Linked DNA regions of Gossypium hirsutum: region 2 is linked to region 1. A link is a contact called in public Hi-C data. All regions are on one chromosome and are shown on one strand. The core of a region is the stretch at or near the end of the contact, and the rest is flanking DNA. Distances in the headings are between cores, read along the strand shown. Region 1 holds the start of LOC121214685 (protein MODIFIER OF SNC1 1). Region 2 holds the start of LOC107898417.

The links. Hi-C and Micro-C count contacts between places; a contact is called where the count stands out from the background.
Region 2: a Hi-C map of leaf shows a contact between it and region 1, with 1.7 times the contacts expected there. The contact joins the promoter of LOC107898417 here to the promoter of LOC121214685 in region 1. A contact is called at or near these places in 3 of 34 Hi-C or Micro-C datasets (leaf and petal).

What each region holds. Positions count from the first base shown.
Region 1 is chrD02:40,160,658-40,164,966 of Gossypium_hirsutum_v2.1, forward strand. LOC121214685 (protein MODIFIER OF SNC1 1) reads right to left here and starts at 2,537. Exons shown (of 11, transcript XR_005910316.1): 1 at 2,158-2,537.
Region 2 is chrD02:40,714,698-40,718,884 of Gossypium_hirsutum_v2.1, forward strand. LOC107898417 reads left to right here and starts at 2,059. Exons shown (of 13, transcript XM_016823902.2): 1 at 2,059-2,310; 2 at 2,823-2,877; 3 at 3,206-3,477; 4 at 3,563-3,637; 5 at 3,729-3,787; 6 at 3,909-4,044. The coding sequence starts at 3,225.

The DNA.
Region 1 (4,309 bases), core at 1,287-3,786:
ATTTAACTGATGAACACTAAACTGGGGGAGGGGAGAAAAAAATCCTAAAAGTTTATGTAATGTTGTGGTTAGTGACAGAATGTAAAAGTTTTTCACACTTGCTACTTACCATTGATGAGAACAGAACAATTATTTGCAATGCTTTTGAATCATTAACAACATAAATACTTAATTTTATCTCATAAAATTTTGGCTTCATGGTCCTTTAGAAAATAGAAAAGAATCTTATTTTTTTAATTAAATGCTCACATCTAACTAGCTAGAAAGATTCAGAAAAATGTTAACTTTAGTTTTTTTTTTTTATAAAAGCTTATCATATAATATTGATGCTTAAAAGTTTGTGTAAAGAATTTTACAATATCATAATACCCTGGTATATAGATTAAGAACTTTGGGTATTAAAAGAAGTACAAAAAAAAAAGAAGAAAGAGGACATGAATTTGGAACATCATAAATATGGTGGAAGCAATAAACTGAATGCACCCAGTGGGTTAGCATAAGACTCCTACTTTGTTATCTTTACGGCCTTCTCAATTATCCATACCAATAAACATAATTTTACATAGGAATACTAGTAACCAAGCTGAATCTCCTTTTATCTGCTTGCAAACCACCAAATCAAAGTGAATGTAATTTATCATATAACATTGATGCTTAAAGGTTTGTGTAAAGAAGTTTACTATATCATAATACTCTGGTATATAGATTAAGAACTTTGGGTCTTAAAAGAAGTACAAAAAAAAAAAGAAAGAGGACATGAATTTGAAACATCATAAATATGGTGGAAGCAATAAACCGAATGCACCCAGTAGGTTAGCATAAGACTCCTACTTCGTTATCTTTATGGCCTTCACAATTATCCATACCAATAAACATAATTTTACATAGGAATACTAGTAACCAAGCTGAATCTCCTTTTATCTGCTTGCAAACCACCAAATCAAAGTGAATGTAATTTATCATTTATCACTATTCTTCTCCCAAACTTACCACAAAATTTACATACAGAGGACCTAAGCATGCATTTCAGCCTTCTCATATGTTATGCATTTCAGCCTTCTCGTATGTTAACTTCTATAACCTACATACAAACTTTATAAATCCTATCTGTAGGAATGAACAAAAACCAACCAAGATAGGTCTACTGGCAGTACTAGTACTCATAAGAAACCAAATTTAAAAACTTAGCAAAAAGATTCTCAAAAATCTAAAGATTTACGGCCAAGCAAACACCTCAAACCTAAAGATTGATGATCATAAAACCAAATCATAATCTTTGACTCCAAGAACCCACGGCAAATATGTTATGCTTCATAGTCTATCCCAATCATCTTCAATGGGCATTTCCACCATTTTAACTCAGCATGTGAACTACAATATTCTCATGTAAAACCACCAACGCAAATAATCTTTCACCGATCAAAAAAGGAGGGGAAATTGTTGGTTTTGCATCTATCTTCACCCTAAAACACTGCTCCATCAGTAGAACTCAATAGAAACCAAACATCCAACAAATTCCAAGTATCAGTTGAGAAAGTAAATACACTTCCAAAAGAGACTTATTATTGAATCCATGTCCAGTAGCTTCCCATTTTCTTCACTTTTAGAACATCACTCTACTCAAAATTACCCTTGTCAAGTTTCAAAATTCATCCCTGCCCACAGTAGTTATTAAACCCTGATTTCTCAACACTATACCTGTCACATAAACATCTTCACTGACATCGCTAGTAGCTATGTCTGCAACAAACCTTTAATTTCCTTTCCTACTCTCCCTATTATCAGAAAAGTTCTTCACTGCATTTTATTATACCCGAAACTTAAATAGGTAAACAAAAAGAAAACAGAACAATCACATGCAATAAAGTATCACTATTTGACGTAGAAAGCTAAACAAATTATTTAAAGCCTAGAAACAAGTTAAACCGAACAAAAGAGGCTTCCAGTTATTGTAGTTCCCCAGAAGATCAAATCACGGCACCAACAAAAATAAACTTAAATCAGATAGCGCATAAATTATGGAAACCGTAGGTTTCGTATATTATTAGAACCATTTCGTTTCTTGTCAAATGATTGTTTCTAAGGAAACAAGCAAACTCTAGATTGTAAACAAAATATAGAATCGAAAAAGGTGAGAAAACACAAGGAACCACTTGCCAGAGATAAGATGGGAAACTGGGGGGTCGTCCCTTAACGAAACCCTAAAGAGAGAGAAAACAGAAATAGCCTTGTCCTTAATTTAAAATTAAAAAACAATAATAAGATAGAAAGAGAGAGATATCGACAACTAAGGGTTTCGTGAGATCGCGAGATGAGAAAAAAAATTATCGGAAAATATGGAGGAGATCGACGATGATGTGAAAGCCGCAGATGGGGTTCAGATCGGAAGAAAATGGGAAAAAAAAAGAATAAAAGAGAGAGCGAGAGAGAGAGAGAGAGCGAGAACAAAGGAAGTTGGGGATTGTAATTTGGACGAGTGACTATCGTTTTTAATATCGATTCGGGAATTTTTTTTTTTTTAACCTGAGAAAATTTTTAAGAAAAATCTTATGGAATTTGTTTTAAGGGTGATGTAAAAAATATAAGGATAAAATTTGCTCCAAGTCCCTCTATTCTTTTTATATTTAGAATTTAGTTCCTTATTTTTATTTCAAAGAATTCAATTAGGTGACAATTCCGGATTCAAATATCCAACTAGTTACTATGAATTCAGAAGATGCAAATAGACCTTCTCCATTATCTAAATTCGCATTCCTACAATTGCAGATTTGAGTATTCAATCCAAATCTACCTGTTGAAAAATAAATGCTTCTAATAAGGTTGGAACCCAAAATCTCTTATATATAATGGCATGCTTTAACAACTTGCCATAAGCATTGTTTATAATTTACACAAATTAATAAATGATGTAAAAAAACAAAATAAAATATTTTTAAAATTAAATATAATAATTAATAATAATTTTTTATTAGAAAAATATATCTTATTTAACATCTTATTATATTAAATTCCATATAGCTTCTCTTAAATTATATTATTTTGTTTCTGCAAATCTAATCGAATAATGAGATGAGATCATCAAAATTTTTAAATTTGTGTTTATCCTTTTTGTTATTTGATCATCTCAATTAGTTGACTTATTTTAAACAAATAATAATAATTTTTATATAATTAAAATTAAAAACTATAATGTAAATATATTTTATAATATAAGATATAATTTTATTTAGTACATATCATATTACAAAAGAACAGAATGCATACTCGTTTAACTACATGCATGTAATTTTAGTCTTACTTATGCATATAATTTTAGTCTTACAAGTGATTTTAGGGATGATTTTGTTGTCGTCCTCTCTAGTTTGGTGAATGTTTGATTCTTTTTTGTCGATTTTTTATCGCCGCTTTGGACCATCCGGGGCTGATTTCATTATAATATTTAAGTACTTGCAATCAATCCAAATATGTCGTGTTTGAGTTGTGACAAATCAATTGTCAACGTGTCATAATGTTCTATTGATGCTAAGGCTAAAGTCTTTGTTGTGTTGATGGAGCTTGTCATTTACCATCTACGACGAGTGTTTGCTATTTTTTTTATCTCTCTGAATTGTATGGTTCCATTCATTGAATGAATTAATGAATTTACCTTTTAAAAGAACTACATATAATATATCGATTATTATATATAAGAAAATTATAAATGTATAATAATTATTATACATTTATGACATTATATACACTCTGTTATTAATGACATACAACCTAAAGCTTAAACTTGTAACTAATTTTATAGTAGATTATAATATACACAATCAATATCATATAATTAAGATAGATTATTAATGATATGCATCACTATATATAACTATGTTCTATGTTATTATAATATATGTTTTATATTAATGATATGCACGCTTAAACCCTAAACTTGTAACTAACTTATGGTAAAATAAATTATATACAAACAATATATATAATTAAGGTAAATTATTAATGATATGTAACCATATATATACAATTATGATATTATAATATACATATTTATATTAATGATACACAACATTAAACCCAAAATGTGCAATTAACTTCATGATACATTATAATATATGCAATCATCTTTTGTACTTAACGAGAAAATGCATTCATTGCAGATAGTGGTACATACGATCTATTTCTCTTAATCGTCGTTTTCATCCAATGTAACGTATCAGTTCTACATGCAATCTGTTTTGGGTTATATTGAGTTTTAGGAGGGACTGATTGTACATATATAATTATAATTCAAATAATTTGTAATTAAGTTCTAACT
Region 2 (4,187 bases), core at 809-3,308, 550 kb after region 1:
CAAATGTGACATCCTTTGCTAATGATGTACCAATTCGTCTCGGGTAAGGGTTGTTACGTAATGCCAATGAGAGGATATCATTTACCCTTATAGAGTTATGATTTCATTGTTGTTGAATAATGCTACATCATGCAAAAGTCATATATCCAACGTACTAGTTTTCGGTTCCTTATATATTTTAACTCAAACTTTCAATACATCAAAGGATATGAGTCACACATACACAGTCCATCATCCACTCAAGATTAAGGTATGCCACATTATGAACATCATAAGTGAATAAATCCATAAATGTATTGAGGATAAATTTAACTTGGGTTTTGTCCAATGCATTGTCAATCCAGATAAAGCCATCTATGTATCTATCTTCTAAGAGTCATCCGCTTTCATGCTCAAGATAAGACATCTCGCTAATTGAACTTGATTGATGGTATGAGTCTTTCAATCGATTTGCTCTATTTTGATTAGGTTACGAACTATTTAGATTGTCTACTAATATAAATTATATTCTTATATTATTATTCAACCACATAATGTAACTTAATCTTAATTAAATATTAGATAAACAATGAGCCAATAGTTACTTACATTTTGCTTTGCATACAAAAACCATTAAGGACATATACAAATGATATTAATATATAAAGAAATTTTATTTAAACCAATTTGTTTAAAAATTACAAGTATAAATTGCTGAATATACTACTCTTAGGGCACTAGATCCTAACTTTTCTATCGAGGGATTCGTTCTTACTATTTGTGATCTTATTGCTTGGTCGGACGATTGGGAGTGTAATACAGTATACATCGCATTTAAAGATTACCAATTTTTTTTGTAAAACAAATTATACATTATTCTTTTTGTAAGTTTGATGCTGATAAAGGATAAATTGATTTGGATTCGAAAACCGATATTTTGTAAAAAGGTAAGGTATTTTTAGGAGACTATCTTAAAAATATTTATTTTCCCTTTGTGTTGGAAACGATAAAGAAATAATATTCTCAATATACAATGTCTTTACTTGAACGAAACAATTAAATTGCGCTACTAATTATTTTAAACCACAAAGAGCTTAGAGAAACACTGAAGAAAGAAAGAAGAAAGTAAGAATATTTGTAGTAATGATTCCCACTCAAACTTGATGAACTCAAAATTAATCTCTCAATTCTAATTATTGTAGTAACCAGAAATACCTATCAACCACTTTAAAAAGACACAATCTTTCCTTTTATATTACTTTCTTTCGTTTCAATTATATATATAATATGTATGTATGATTGTTGTGTATATATATTATAACACAAAACTTTAACGGTATATATTTTATTTAAAAACACTTTCTATAATATAATATATAATATATAATATATATTACCTATATATTATATAAAACAAATAGATAAAATAGGATGGCTGTGAGCTTGTTAATTTTGGTGTTATTTCATTTTTAAGTTAAAAAAAATATTTTTTAAGTGGTAACGTTATTTGATATTGAGATAGATAATTTTAGATTTTTTTTATTTTTCATTTTAAATCAATTTATTATTTAAATATAATTTTAAAAAGTTTTGATTATTTATATATAAAATCAATAAACGAGTTTTATTGAGCTTGAATTAAAATAGTTCAAATATATCTCGAGCGAAGCTTGAACCTGGAAAATAATGTTAGATTGAGCTTGAGTGAAGTACCGAGCTCAAACTTGAGCTTCCCACTATTCAAGATCAGCTCGACTTTATGCAAATGATAATACTCTTATTATATAAGAATTTGAAAATAACAGATTAAATTAAATTGGTTAGAACTCTAATTTTAAAATTTGAAAAAGATAAGAAATAAAAATGATAAGAGTATAAAGAGTAAATATGGGAAAATAAAGGGACTGATAAGAGAATTGGAGAGTGATATAGATAAGATTAAAATTTAGAAAGAGTTTAACAATAATTAAGAGACAGAGGTCAAAGGTAGAGGGAATATTTTATTCCTAAGTTAATTATAATTTTTGGGGCTGAAACGGAATTAACCGTGAGCATACTGAAATGGAATAGCTGTGAGCGAGGCCTACCTTACTTGAGAATATTCTAACATTTTTAATTTCTAAAGTACCACTAGAAGGGCCGGCAGGGCGTTTCCCATCACAAAATTTGATAACACTCATAATTAATTCCTTACGAATACGATTGCAATTTTCATTTCCTTTCTTTGACAAATCCATAAGCCAAAGCATAATAATGAGCATTTTTACCCAGCTACTCTGCCAACCGCTAGGGTTTGGACTTTGGACGTTTGGAGTTTGACTCGGACGCATGGTCAGAATTTATCTTCTTTTTCTTTTTTTTCCTTTTTGATTTTCCACAGCTTTGATCGATCTCTGCTTTCCGTCACTGAATTGAAAACTTTTCAATTCTTTTCTCTTCTTTCCGTTTGATGATTGATTATCTGCTTTCAGCTTTAATTTTTCATTTGATTTGACTTCTAATTTCTGATATGCTTTCTTGACTAGCAATCTTCACTAAATTCAAATAATGCTCTCTAATTATTGTTGTTGTTAAAGCTGCTTGTGAATCGAACCCATAATTCTTTACTTTCACATTCTTCTTCTGAATTCTGCATGCAAAACTTTCTAAAATTGTGTTATAATGGAAAGCCCATCCACTAGTTAGCTACTTGTGTTCCACTGCAATATGAAAAGGTGATGAATTGTCAAGTTCCCATGGCTATCTTGTGATTCACTTGCTTTTGGTCTGTTTACTCATTCCCTCTCCTTTCTTTTTCTCCTAAAAAAAAATAATTTTAGGTTTTGTACTTTTGTTGGATGCAGAAACTACTAGACTTTTGACCCATCCCTTCACCTTCTTCTGATAAGGGACAACAAGGTGAGTAAATGCATTTTTTTTTGTATGAAAAAAAAAAGGTCGAAAATCTTTTGGAGAGTTGTAGTTAGAGTCCTTTGATGGTGCTCGTGAGTTACCCTACTACTTCTGCTTTATTGGTTGGACATTTAATTAGTTTTTTCTCCGTTGCTTTGAGTATTGCAACACATATCTGATTCTTTTGCTACATATGTCTGTGCTCATTAACTTAATGCCATTTACTTTTATGATCTATCAGATTATATTGGCTACACTCTTCATATTCCTGTCTTTCATGCTGGAAATAAGTCAGTTTGTTATAGAATTTGACTAAATTTGCCTGGATTGACAGATATAGTAACTCTCAAGATATGGGATGTCTGGTTTCAACTCCCAAGGATTCTGGGGGAAATAGGCGGAGGCCAGGAAATATTGGGGAAGTTTCTGTATATGTACCAGGTTTACGAATTCCCAAGTCTGTGGATTTCTTTCAATCACTCGGTGGTCACTTGTCAAAGACATTAGTGGAACGCCTTACTGCCTTGAGAACTCGTATAGTTGTTATGGCTGGCCAAGAAGCACCTACAATTACAAGAACAAGGAGGAAAACTGCTACACAGCATGGTTTGTTGCTGGCTAACCAGGTTTCCTAATAAACAGATCGTAGTAAGCATTTTTACTGAAATTTCAGTTGAAAATCTGTCTTCAGGGGGTTCAACATTGGCAGATCTTCATCAGGCTCTTGAAGACTACTTGCCTGTGCTTTTGGGATTAGTTACAGATGGTGAAACATATTATCAAATTTCACTCCCTTGAAAAGGTTTATGTGCTGTATGAGGAGGAATCTAACATTATGGTTCATTGTTGTCATTCAGGGAGTCAGCTACAATATAAAGTACAGTTTATTTGGGTAAATCAGGAGGATGATGCTGAGGTCAGACTGTGGGTTTAGGCTGTTATTGTCAACATGCCTTCTATTTTCTTTTGTTGTATATTATTGGGTCGCTCTTCTCTTTGAGGAATAAGATTTGATGCAAAGCAAATTTTTTTGGCAGGAAACAGCAATGTTTAATGCTTGGTATGAGGTGTTGTCAGTATTGCATTTGATGGCGATGTTATTGTTATCACAAGCCAACTTATTGCTTCTTCCTAGGACTTCTGCTGATGGTTATCAACCAAAAGTATCAGAAGGTATGTTGTTAAGAGAAAGAGAAGAAATTTCAATGCTGATTATTCTCTTGGGATGCTATTGCTTTTGTTTTTCATTCTCCTACTCCAGACTTTTTGTTTTTCAAGTTTAAAAGGTTGATTACTGGCAAATCTGTTGACCCTTT